Linked DNA regions of Gossypium hirsutum: region 2 is linked to region 1. The links are chromatin contacts, called in public Hi-C maps. All regions are on one chromosome and are shown on one strand. The core of a region is the stretch at or near the end of the contact, and the rest is flanking DNA. Distances in the headings are between cores, read along the strand shown.

Region 1 (5,954 bases), core at 2,960-5,459:
ACCTTGGTCATCTTCAATCTTCAATCTTCAACAACTTTTGAAATCCATCAGATATCCCTTAAGCCAAGACCCGGCGAAGAATTCATGGTAAATTTGCCTGAGAAAGAGAGAAAGAGAGGAAACAAAACAGAATATGCTGAGAAGAGAAGATGAAGAACAGAAGAAGAAAAAGGAATGAATAATGGAAGAAGAAGAAGAAGAAGAAGAAGAAGAAGGAGCCTTACCTGGATTAAGGAGGAACCGGAAGAAGTCCTTGACCAAATTGATTTGCAACACAAGGGGAAAGGAGAAGGGAAGGGGAAGGGAAAGGATAAAGGGGAGAAGAAGGCGTCATTTTCCGGAAAATGTCTTACCGAGTTTAAAAGCGTAAGACATTTTCCTCAAATTTGTAAGAGGTTTTCCCGTGTTGCGGAATTGGTTTTACAAAAGGAAAATATTTTCCTGCTATCAAACACTGGAAAACCTGTAAAACCAATTCCAGAATTGGTTTTCCCCCTATCAAACACAGCCTAAAGTTCACGGGCATGCAAATTTTGGCTCAATAATGATGGGGTTTCTTTGTAACTTTGTATGTGGTCTATATATCTAAAGCAGTCGAAGTGAGGAATATCTTTCATTTCGGCATATAATAATAAATAAATAAAAACACATGGAAGTTATATAGCTTAGTGATAAAATCTGTGATTAGACTCATGAAAATAATAGTTTTTTTTATACTCTTATTACTTGGATTAAATTCAAATTTGAGTTAAACCAGATATTTAAATAAAGATAAAACTCTCTCATTATTAGTTTTTTTCATCCACGATACTTGAACCCGTTATTCAAAATCAATGAGATGTTGCATGGAAGACTCACACCACCACATATAGCACTTAACCATGCTAGGAGCTTTTCTTCCCATAATCTGCTCAATCAACCAATGTTACCAAAGCAATCGAGAGTGGTGCGCGATGGCAATCACTTAACGGCATGGGTTTATCAAATGTAGATGAGGCTTGTTTTGATGTGGATTATCTAAACGAGCTTCGTACTATTGTATTGACGAACGCTAGTTAAATTGCTTACTGAAATTACCTTTTGTGGTTTGCAAATAATAATGGAAAACTACAAAACGACATGGGATGGTGATAAAAATTATTAGACGTAATTAAATAGTGAAACAATGGATGGATAGCCAATAAGTAGTGGAGAGGAAGAGGCACATGGTTTGATGCACGAATGGGGACTACCCTTACCCGCTTTCTTTTTCTCTAAGAGAATAAAATTATTCATTAATAAAGAAAAGCTTGAAACAATGGGTGCATACCACACCGTATCTGAATCAAGTAGAAACATCAAAAAGCAAACAAATATACATCCAGTGTTACAAAACCGCCTCAAGCATTGTTGATCACTCAATCACCATTTATGCGAGGGAATTGGGTAAAAATATTATAAAATTAAATTGTATTTTGTTTTATTTATTTAAAAAATAGATAAATTAATTTGATATATACTAATAAATTAATTTGATATATACTAAATCAAAAAATAGATTGATCATTTTGTTAAAGTTTATACTTTTTTTACTGTTAAAAATTTATTTATATGCATTATACTGTGATATATATAACACGTCACATATATCTAAAGTGAATAAAATTTTTAATAAAAAAAATTCATTTAATCTTTAATTTAATGTATAAAAAAATTTAATAAAAAAATAAAATATAATTTCTCTCCAAATATAGAATTTAACTTCTAAAGAATTGCAGTTGCTTAATGTACCCGATCAGCTAATCAATCTCATTAAAAATTCTCCATTCCCTCACTGCAAGTCAAGAAATGGAAATTTTCGAATCTGATTCCATCACTAACACATAACAAATAATAAAAGAGGACTTGCCGAAGAGTTTTAAAGCAGAATAGATTACTGAAATCTGTGTCTGAATAGCAGTCATAGTTGGTATCATTCATATTTCAATAGAGTAAAAATATATTAAAAAAAAATTTACAAAACAAATTATATTATTATGAAAATATTTTTATTTTTTGTATTTTTATACACTAATAAAAAAACAAATATAAAAGGATTTAAATTAAAAATACAATTTACATGAAATATATCAAATCTTTTAGATTCATCTTTTTAAATAAAAAATGTCATTTATTTTTATATGAACTTTTAATAAATATTAATACACATTTAAAATAAAAATTTGTTTAAATATAATATGTGAAAATGACACATTTAAAATAAAAATTTGTTCAAATATAACATATAACAAATCATGAAATAAGTAATAATACAAAATAAAATATATACAATATTATAATGTAAAAATATTAAACTGTAAATAAAATTAAATTTAGACACATAAATACATTATATTAAAAATATTTAATAAATTATAATTATTTATTATGATATTATCATTAATCTAAATTAATATCAAATTAACATCAAATTAACTTTTATCATTGTAAGTGTCCATGCTTGTAACACCAATATTTCCGAAGCAAGATAGGGTAGGATATCTTAATCTTTTATAGTTTAAAGTTATATTATTTAAGAATATTTTAATTTTCTTATTTTATTTTCTAAAGATCTAATAAAAATTTTGCAATGTGATTGTATTAATTATTTTATTGAGTAAGTGCTATAAGTTAATTTGATATTAATTTAGATTAATGATTAATATCTTAATAAAAAAATTATAATTTATTAAATATTTTTAATATAATCTATTTATGTGTTTAAATTTAATTTTATTTACAGTTTAATATTTTTACATTATAATATTGTACATATTTTATTTTGTATTATTACTTATTTCATGATTTGTTATATATTTAAAAAATAAAATTAAAAAATTAAAATATTCTTAAATAATATAACTTTAAACTATAAAAGATTAAGAGATACCCTACCCTATCCTGCTTCCGAAATATTGGTGTTACAAGCATGGACACTTACAATGATAAAAGGGAGAAAGGCCACCAACCGCATCATTTTGGAACAAAACCGGCCCAGCTTAATTGGGCCTTGATTGATACTTGACGGAGATACTTTCTTATTGCTAATGTTATCCACCACAAACCTTCGAAAAGCATGTTCTAATCCAACACAGTATAAAATATCATTCATCGTAAAACCGACAAAATATGATGTGAATGAACCAGCTATTCAAGCTGCATGAATAATGAAAATCCTTTAAAGATGTAATCCAGTTAGATTACATAGAATCCGAAATTACCCACAAAAACAACCCCTGAATCAATACAAATTAAAAAAGAAACTTAAGCACGCTCCCCACGAATTCTCCTAGCGAGTTGAATATCCTTGGGCATAATGGTGACCCTCTTGGCATGGATAGCGCACAAGTTGGTATCCTCGAACAAACCCACAAGGTATGCCTCTGCAGCCTCCTGCAATGCCAGAACCGCATGACTTTGAAACCTCAAATCCGTCTGCCAAACAAGAAAAAAAAACCTTAGTTATTACGCTATACGAACAAATAAAACCAATTGGGACTACCAGGGGTTCGATTTCTCGATTTTTTTTTGGCATTTATATACATACCTTGAAGTCTTGGGCAATTTCACGAACAAGACGCTGGAAGGGTAACTTGCGGATCAAAAGTTCAGTGCTCTTTTGATATTTACGGATTTCACGAAGGGCGACGGTTCCAGGACGGTAGCGGTGAGGCTTCTTGACTCCGCCGGTCGTAGGCGCAGATTTCCTTGCAGCCTGTAATTGATTGATTGAAATTCATAAAAAGATCAACTGAAACGTATTTTAAAAATAAAAGAAACTGGGAAATTAAAGCCCTAAAAAATCATACCTTGGTGGCGAGCTGCTTCCTGGGAGCCTTCCCTCCGGTTGATTTGCGAGCAGTTTGCTTCGTACGAGCCATCTTTTTTCTTCAATACAAGGAAATTGAAATCCAAGATCCTGAAAGATATACAATAATCCAGCAAATAAATGATCAGATCCACGAGAGATCAAGAAATACAGAATCCAGAGATGATCAGCAACCGCTATTTCCTTGATAAGAAGAGATTAGGGTTTTGATTTTGAGAGACAAGCGAATGGGGATAGCGACTTTAAATATAAGGGGAACGGAAGGGAAGGGTTAAGGTCCGTTTAATTGAGGGGCAAATATGGAAATTCGAAAACATCATTCAACGGCATTGTAGAGAGAGAAAATATTGTGTGCAGGCTTTGATCCGTGTGACTGAATCTGATTGGGCGTCTAAGCTGTGAGGATTGCCAGCGTGGCAAAGTTTTGTTTCTTTTGTACAAGGAAGAAAATTACCATTTTCAAATTCTTATTCTTATGGCTAAAATATGTGGTTAGTCCTTGTATTTTTAATGAATTTAAGGTTTAATCTCTGTACTATAGAAGCCCTCAGTTTAATAAATATAATCCAATTATCAATACTACTCTGTTAAAATTTGTCAATTTTATAAAATAAAATATAACTTATAAAATAAATATGTAATTTTGTCACTTTATTATATAACTTATAAAACAAATATGTAATTTTGGCTATAATAAAAAAAATTATTAGAAGAAAAATTTCTAAAAAATCTAAAAGACAAATATGTAAATGTTTTATATGTGATGAAGAAGGACATATAGCACCAAATTGTCCTAATAAAGGAAAATGTACAAGAAAAATGATTAAAACACTTAGAAGAACAAAATTTAGAAATATGTTCGGAAGAGGAAATAAAACCTAAGGAAATATTATACGAATTAATATCAGAAATAGATGATACAGATGAAGAATAATATATATTTATGTTTAATATAGGAAGCAGTTGTAATAATCAATTAGAAGAAATTCCTAAGAGTGAACAACAAGATATAAAATTAGAAAATATAATTGGAGAAGAAAAAGACTTTTCTAATGAAATGATAGAAAAAATTAATAAAAATTAAATTTCTAAAGAAGAAATTTATAAAATATCTAAATATAAGATATGGAGTCAAAATCATATACAAAAAATAAGTGGTAATACAGTAGCTAAAGATACTAGAGCTGGATTAACAGAAAGCCGACTATTTAATAAAGATAAAATTAAGAGGATTAAAAAGAAATATCCCCAAGTTAGATATATACATTTAGGAATAATAATGATAACTATAAGAGCTTTATTTAGAAAAGGTCATGATATACCAATAATAGCAGTTTTATTAGATAAGAGATTTGAAAATCCAATAAGAGCACCTATTCGAGGAATTCAATCAAATTTACATGAAGAAGTAATAGGATTTAAAGTTAAACCAAATTACTTTATATCTATTACAGATCCTTTGATAGTTTATGTCTTAGAATTCAAATAAAAAATTCTGAAATTAATGATTTAGCATAAGATCTAGCAATCAGTTGAACTTCTATTTATGAATATATTAATATAGCAGAAGTAGAAATCAAAGAAATTAATAACAAAATTATTGCACTCTTTGAACCCAATAAAATCACTACTGAAATACAACCAAAATTATTACATTTAAGAGATTTATCAACACCAAAAGATTGGATGATAGAAAGGATAAGTAGTGTCAATACTTATAAACCTGTAAGAACAATAAAATATATGTCGTCTAATGATAAATTATATTTTAAAAATACAGCTACAACAAATACAAATGATAATTTGGTTTTACCCTCAAATGCTCAAATAGAGGAAGATGAGAAAAATCCAAATAGAAGTTTTATATCTTCAACATCGATAGGAATGAAAACAGTTCATATTCCTATTTTTCCTACAAAACTAAGTAGAAATTTTGTATTTCTAGAAACACTAGAATGGAAGAAATACAAACTTCGATAATAATCCAACAAATGAAACTTGGAACAAATGATGTAATTACATTTTCAAATTTCCAATCTAGGAAATATTACACATATTTTGAAATTATGTGTGCGTTTGTTTGCCAAGAAAACATTTTCCAGAAAAT
Region 2 (5,819 bases), core at 2,264-4,763, 140 kb before region 1:
CAGATTTTCTCGCATTCAAGTTTTTCCAAACTAGAGCTATCAGCTTTTTAAAACAATTCAAAGCACAGGCCTATTTCAGCAACTCTACTTCCAAGGGGAAAAGTTTACAGTTTATTGGCTCATTTTCAAACAAAATGCAGAAAATACTACCTGTAATATTAATCAAACTGTATGGACAGAGCAACTGTCATACTGTAATTTATACGTACGTAGGCAACATTTGCAGTCGATGCAAGACGAAAGAAAGAAAAAACCCAAAAAAATGCACTTCATGGATGAAAATCCGCAATCGGTTGTGATAATCAAGGCTCTCTAGCCCATTGAATCTTAAAAGCTTGATGCAAAGCGAGGGGTAAAAAGGGAGTACTAGAATTATACTAATTCCAAAAAGAACCTAAGCAAAGCCAATAAAAGGTAGAGCTGCAGTACGCTTTTTGCATGTGAAAAAGGCATACATGCACTCTGTATTTTCTAACCATACTTGCGCTCTGTATTTTCTAACCGCTTATCTCTCTATCCATTTTCATTCTCTTTGTATTCGGCACCTCCGCAACATTATTCCCACTGTTCTGGTGGGAAGATGTATCATGTTGGTATGCACAATTGGCTCCATTCCTGCATCCCCTGGAACTGTTAAAGTACATACAAGGCTTCATTATCTTCGGTCTAGAATCTCTTGATTTGGTGTTGTTTATTAGTTCTTGGTTTGGTCTTAGGTGCTGGTTGTATCGGCTGTTGAACTTCTGAGCTGGCTCTTGTCTTTCTCCTCCATGTTGCTGAATCAAGTTCTTGTAATAGTTTACATCCTTTTTCTGGGGAAGTCCAACAGCTGCTGAAACAGATATTGGATGGGGATTGGGTGCAAGACCTTGTTTATTTGACGGTCCAACTCCAACCCCATTAGGCTGAGCATAAAAAGTTCCACTAGAAGTAGCTGATAAGGATGCAGTACCATTTTCTGTTCTATTGATGTGGGCAGGAAATGGGTTGGAGAGATTTACAGGTGGGGGTGGATTGGGAGAAGTTGCCAGAGGGGATGTTGATTCAGGTAAGTTTTGAGCACCTGAAGCCACTCCATAATCAGTAACTAATTTCTCAATCAATCTGGGATTGCTGAGAATTTTAACGAGAAACTCCGGATCAATCATGTTTCCAGGTTCATTGTTTTGGTTAACTGCAGCAAAGGCAGCAGCTGCTACACCGGGTTCAACATTAAGGATCATCCCAGAAGCAGGTTTTTCATCAGCTGAGCCACTTGAAACACTTGGCATACTGCCACGCAGAGGAGGTAAAATACCAGGAGCCAACCACTGTGGCTGTGAACTAATGGGAGTTTCAGTTGCTGCATCCTCATCTTCAATAGGAGTGATGGGTATTTGAGGAGTTTGCTGATCGTCATAGTCACAATTTTCCACGTCTGCTGAAACAGAAGAGCTGCACAACCAGAAGAAAATTTAGTCTCATAGAAAAGGATAACCCAAGAGAAGCAGTTTCTAGAAAACCCACCCCAAAACCAGTCAAAAAGAGAAAAAAGAAAAAGTATCAGACTTTGTAGGAATTGCAGATGGGCGAGGATAAACAGCTTCAAGCACTCTCACTTCTCTCTGATTTTGAATCTCCACCTCTTCACTTTCCTCTCCGGCAACAACTTGCCAATTCAAGTCCAAAATAAACTGTGAAGACGTAAGTTCAGCTTTGAGGTAAATGCTGGGAGCAATAATCACAAATCAAACTAAAATGCAGAAAAGAAGTCTTTAGAATTGTTACCCTGAGAGGACATCTCCATTTAATGGTAGCAATTTCTAGCAAGTTAATCTGCGGATGACTTGTAGAATGAGCTCCTTCGAATCCCGGAGGCAGAAAGTCATCCCCAGTAGCCCCATTTATATGTGATACCAACGATGTTTTTGCTTGGAGGTGATCTTGACCACCCACCCCAACTTGTGAAGGTGATTCCTCTGATAGAAACAACCTTACCTGTTAAGAGGAGAAGCAATTATATTTTCTGTTTATCATTTTCAACAAAACAGGGTTGAGAATTTGCTCAAACATCATTTCACAGTAAAACACCATCTAGCAACTGAAGAGAGCTTGTTCAAACAGGGAAATGCAATATATAAATACATATATTAAAGCTTGTATAAACATCTCATTAAGCCTTAGCTGAGTAATAAAATCTCAAGTTGAATTTGAGATCCTTAACCTAGTACTTTGCCTATACTAAAATCTAGTATGAGCTACAAAACTAGGTCGGGTAAAACAACTACAAGCAGAAACATAAAGTCAAAGACTTCAGAACTATAGCAATATAAGAAACATTACACACTCATATTAATCAAACTCCAAGGGGATTTTACAACTGTATTGTGGTAAACTTATCGTGTTCTGCAAAGATGAACATTATATGAAAGGAAACATCAAGAAATGACAAGCCAAGGATGCAATCACTGGAATACTTTTATCATCGTTAGCATTTTTTAATCAGTTTAAAAATCTAAATCTTTTATCATTTCCATTCTCTCATTTCTGTGTCTAACTAGCATGAAAAAACTTCCAAACTCCGTTAGCAGATTTATTCCCATAACACTAAGATGCAAAACAAAATAAGCCATAAATTCCACTGGAAAAGAAGAAAAAACAAACAAAAACAAGAACAGACCATCATTTAAGACCCTAAAAAGCTTAACACAACAATGGCATCAACAAAACTAAAAACTCATTCGAAATCATGCATTAAAAGAATACCAAAACTAAACTAACTTGACTACCAGAAAGGTTCAAATGCAATTAAAGTGACAGAGTAATAGATAAAATATATTTATGAAAGAAAAAAGGAAACCAAAAACAGCAGAACATGAAGGATTCACATAGCTTCATTCTCCAACATATTTGGTTCACTTAAAATTTTGCACCCCCCTTTTCTTTTCTGTAATTTCACCTGAAAGGGACCTCAAAATTCAGGAATTTCCAAAGTAAAACTGCAATTTTACCTGACAAAGGTTAACGTCTGATGCCCAAGTAACCCTTTTTGATTTGTGCACTCCTCGCATATTTACAGATCGTAAAAAAATACAATATATTTGTTAAGAAAGAGTCCCTAAAAAAATGATCCTTTTCCAGCTCCGATTCTCGGTAAAAATGTTAAAAGTCCAATTCCCAAAAGCACCGATTTTAGGGTTGGGTCGATTAAAACCCAAACTCCAACACCACTGTCCCAAGAAAGATAAGAAACGAAAATGAGACCCAGCAGTTAAATCAACTTACCTCTTTCGAAAACCCTAATTGTAAGAAAATAAAGAAGGAATCGATTGAAAAGCCCTACAAATCTATTTCTAATTATCTAATATCTGGAAAGAGAGAGATTCAAGGCAACCCTAGAACGGTTTTTCCTTTTTGTCCTTTCCCCGTTTTTCTACCTGATTTATTTTCCGTGTTTCGCTGTTAAATATATTTCTCTTTTTTTTTTTTTAGGAAAAAATGTATCTCTCTCTCTTTCTTTCTGGGCTTCTGTTCTGTGCTAAGGATGACTAACGCAATCTATAGAACGCGTGGAAATGGAGGGATGATTTGGATTGCTCATGTTGTATTGACACGCGCTATAAATGCAAGTGGGATTAAAACGAATTGGAGTTTTGAGCTGAAATGTTCATATTCTGACTCAGTTTCATTTGGGTAAATTCCACAAATACTCCTTAAATTAAGCTTAAGTTTATGTTTATCAAAACTTACATTATGCTCATTAACCCTTTGATGAAATAAGGCTCAAAGATTAATAACGAATTTGATCTCTTAATTAAAATTAAAAGAGCAATTTGATATTTTAAAAAAATTAATGATAATTTTAAAAAATATAAATATGTCAAAAAATTATTTAAAAAATCTAAAAATTATAATTTATTTTATAAAATTATAAAAAAATATTTTTATAAATTTATAAATATGAATTTTAAAAAAATAAAAATAAATTCTAAAAAAGTCAAATCAAATTTGATAAGTATGGATTAAATTGTTAGATAATAAAGGGATGGACTAGATGGGAAAATAGTCTAAGCTTGTAAATTAGTCCTGGTCATAAAGAGGTAAAATATTGGAGGACCTCGAAGAATAATAAACCATAAGATGTTATATTTTGAATTTATTAATTGGAGTGAGAGCTATTAGATCAATTTCATGTGTTTTAATCTTAACCATGGGAGCTTACTAATGGCAAAATGGGAAAAAGCAATGAGAAAAAGTGTAGGGACCAATATTTGCCACTCGATCAAAGTTTCCATGTTTAATTAGGAGCCATTGGATCAAAGTTGAACGTAAGAGTGAAAGGGGCCATTGGATCATGGTCAATTGATGGGAAAATAAATCCTAACCTTTGGATTTGATAGGAGAATTGTTGGGAATTTGATGGAAGAGATGAGAATTCTTTTGTCTTCCATTCTTTCCTCTCTTCCAACAGCATTAGCAAGATGAAATGGGAAACTTCTCCCAACTTCACATCCTCACCGAAATTTGTAAATTTCTCGTGAAATTTTACTAACCAAGTGACCATCTCTTTCAAATTACCAAGTTTGAAGGCGAGTATATTAGGATTCATGTGGTATTTCTTGTTTCATTTTAGTAAGAAAGTATATCTTAGCTAGGCTGAAATTGTATATTAGTTTTATGCTTATGTATGTATTTGGAAGAGGAAGAGATGATAACGGTGGTGACTGCGTTTAAAACTGCGAAGGTTTAGAATGAAAATCGTGCAAATAAAATACATAAAATTTCGTGTAGTATCTACAAAAGAACATGTGAAATTGTAATATAAATTTGGGATTGCAGATTGACAAAATTTATTATTAAATTAATTACCAAAAATAACTACTAATAGAATCAATTTACAAATTAGTAGTGTGAATCCAAAATTAAAATATGAATTAAACTAATTAAATTAATTAAACTAAAATAACCTAACTAAATTAAGTAGTCTAAAATAACTTAATGGAATCTCCTATTCCTAGTGTCGACGATTCGAGTTCCCGGTTTATTTTCGATTAAATAACCAATTATCAACAAATTACCCTCGGTTGAGTTGTTTACCATCCTTAGGTAAAAATACCCTCTTGATCTCATTTTCACTAAGGATTACCACCTAAGTCATCCTTTTGATCTCTTCCTAGGCTTACAAATACCCTCTCGATCTCACTACTTAGCACAAGTATACTTGATAGGATACCCTCTCGGTCTCACCTGTCTAGATATTCTATTAGGGGTATTAGTCCCTAATATACTAAGTACTCTTGAATAAACACTCAATTTTAGATAAATAATTACTTAATTAATAAATCAGATTCATAACTGAAACATGCTAGATATGAAATAAACACAAGAGTTATTCTAATATTCATACAAACGTTAATTTGTCAGAGAAACAAAATATAAATAGATAAATTTCTCATTGATAATTAATTGAGGTGCAATGTCAGAGCAATTTCCGCTCACAACTATCTTCACATCGGAACAGGAAGAATTCCGACTAAGCAAACATAAATAAAAATAAAGCTATTTAATTGTCTACCTATCAACAACCAACCCTCCTAATGATATTATAAAAGTGTATACATAGGCAAAACCTAGGGCAACATATTGAGGTAATTTATTCTTAAAATACCCCTAGTTTAATAAACAAAATATAGGTTTAATAAATAAAAAACAAAATGCAGTTTTAAAATTCTGATCACGTGGCTATTGATGTCAGCAATTTGTCACGATGATGGCACGACGTTAGCCCTATTTTTAGCTTTTGATGCTTCGAAGTTCAATGTTGCGACATCGAATGTTGA

What was found. Hi-C and Micro-C count contacts between places; a contact is called where the count stands out from the background.
Region 2: a contact with region 1 is called in a Hi-C map of leaf, with 5 times the contacts expected there. The contact joins the promoter of LOC107951107 here to the promoter of LOC107951105 in region 1. A contact is called at or near these places in 12 of 34 Hi-C or Micro-C datasets (anther, callus, hypocotyl and 2 more).

The regions. Positions count from the first base shown.
Region 1 is chrA02:37,503,875-37,509,828 of Gossypium_hirsutum_v2.1, reverse strand. LOC107951105 (histone H3.3) reads right to left here and starts at 4,209. Exons shown (of 3, transcript XM_016886035.2): 1 at 3,828-4,209; 2 at 3,566-3,733; 3 at 3,154-3,453. The coding sequence starts at 3,899. The coding sequence ends at 3,283. It overlaps LOC107951106 (a long non-coding RNA gene), which reads right to left and starts at 480. Exons shown (of 4, transcript XR_001698325.2): 1 at 225-480; 2 at 1-97.
Region 2 is chrA02:37,638,509-37,644,327 of Gossypium_hirsutum_v2.1, reverse strand. LOC107951107 (zinc finger CCCH domain-containing protein 6) reads right to left here and starts at 3,513. Exons shown (of 4, transcript XM_016886036.2): 1 at 2,991-3,513; 2 at 1,768-1,977; 3 at 1,549-1,673; 4 at 136-1,434. The coding sequence starts at 3,050. The coding sequence ends at 498.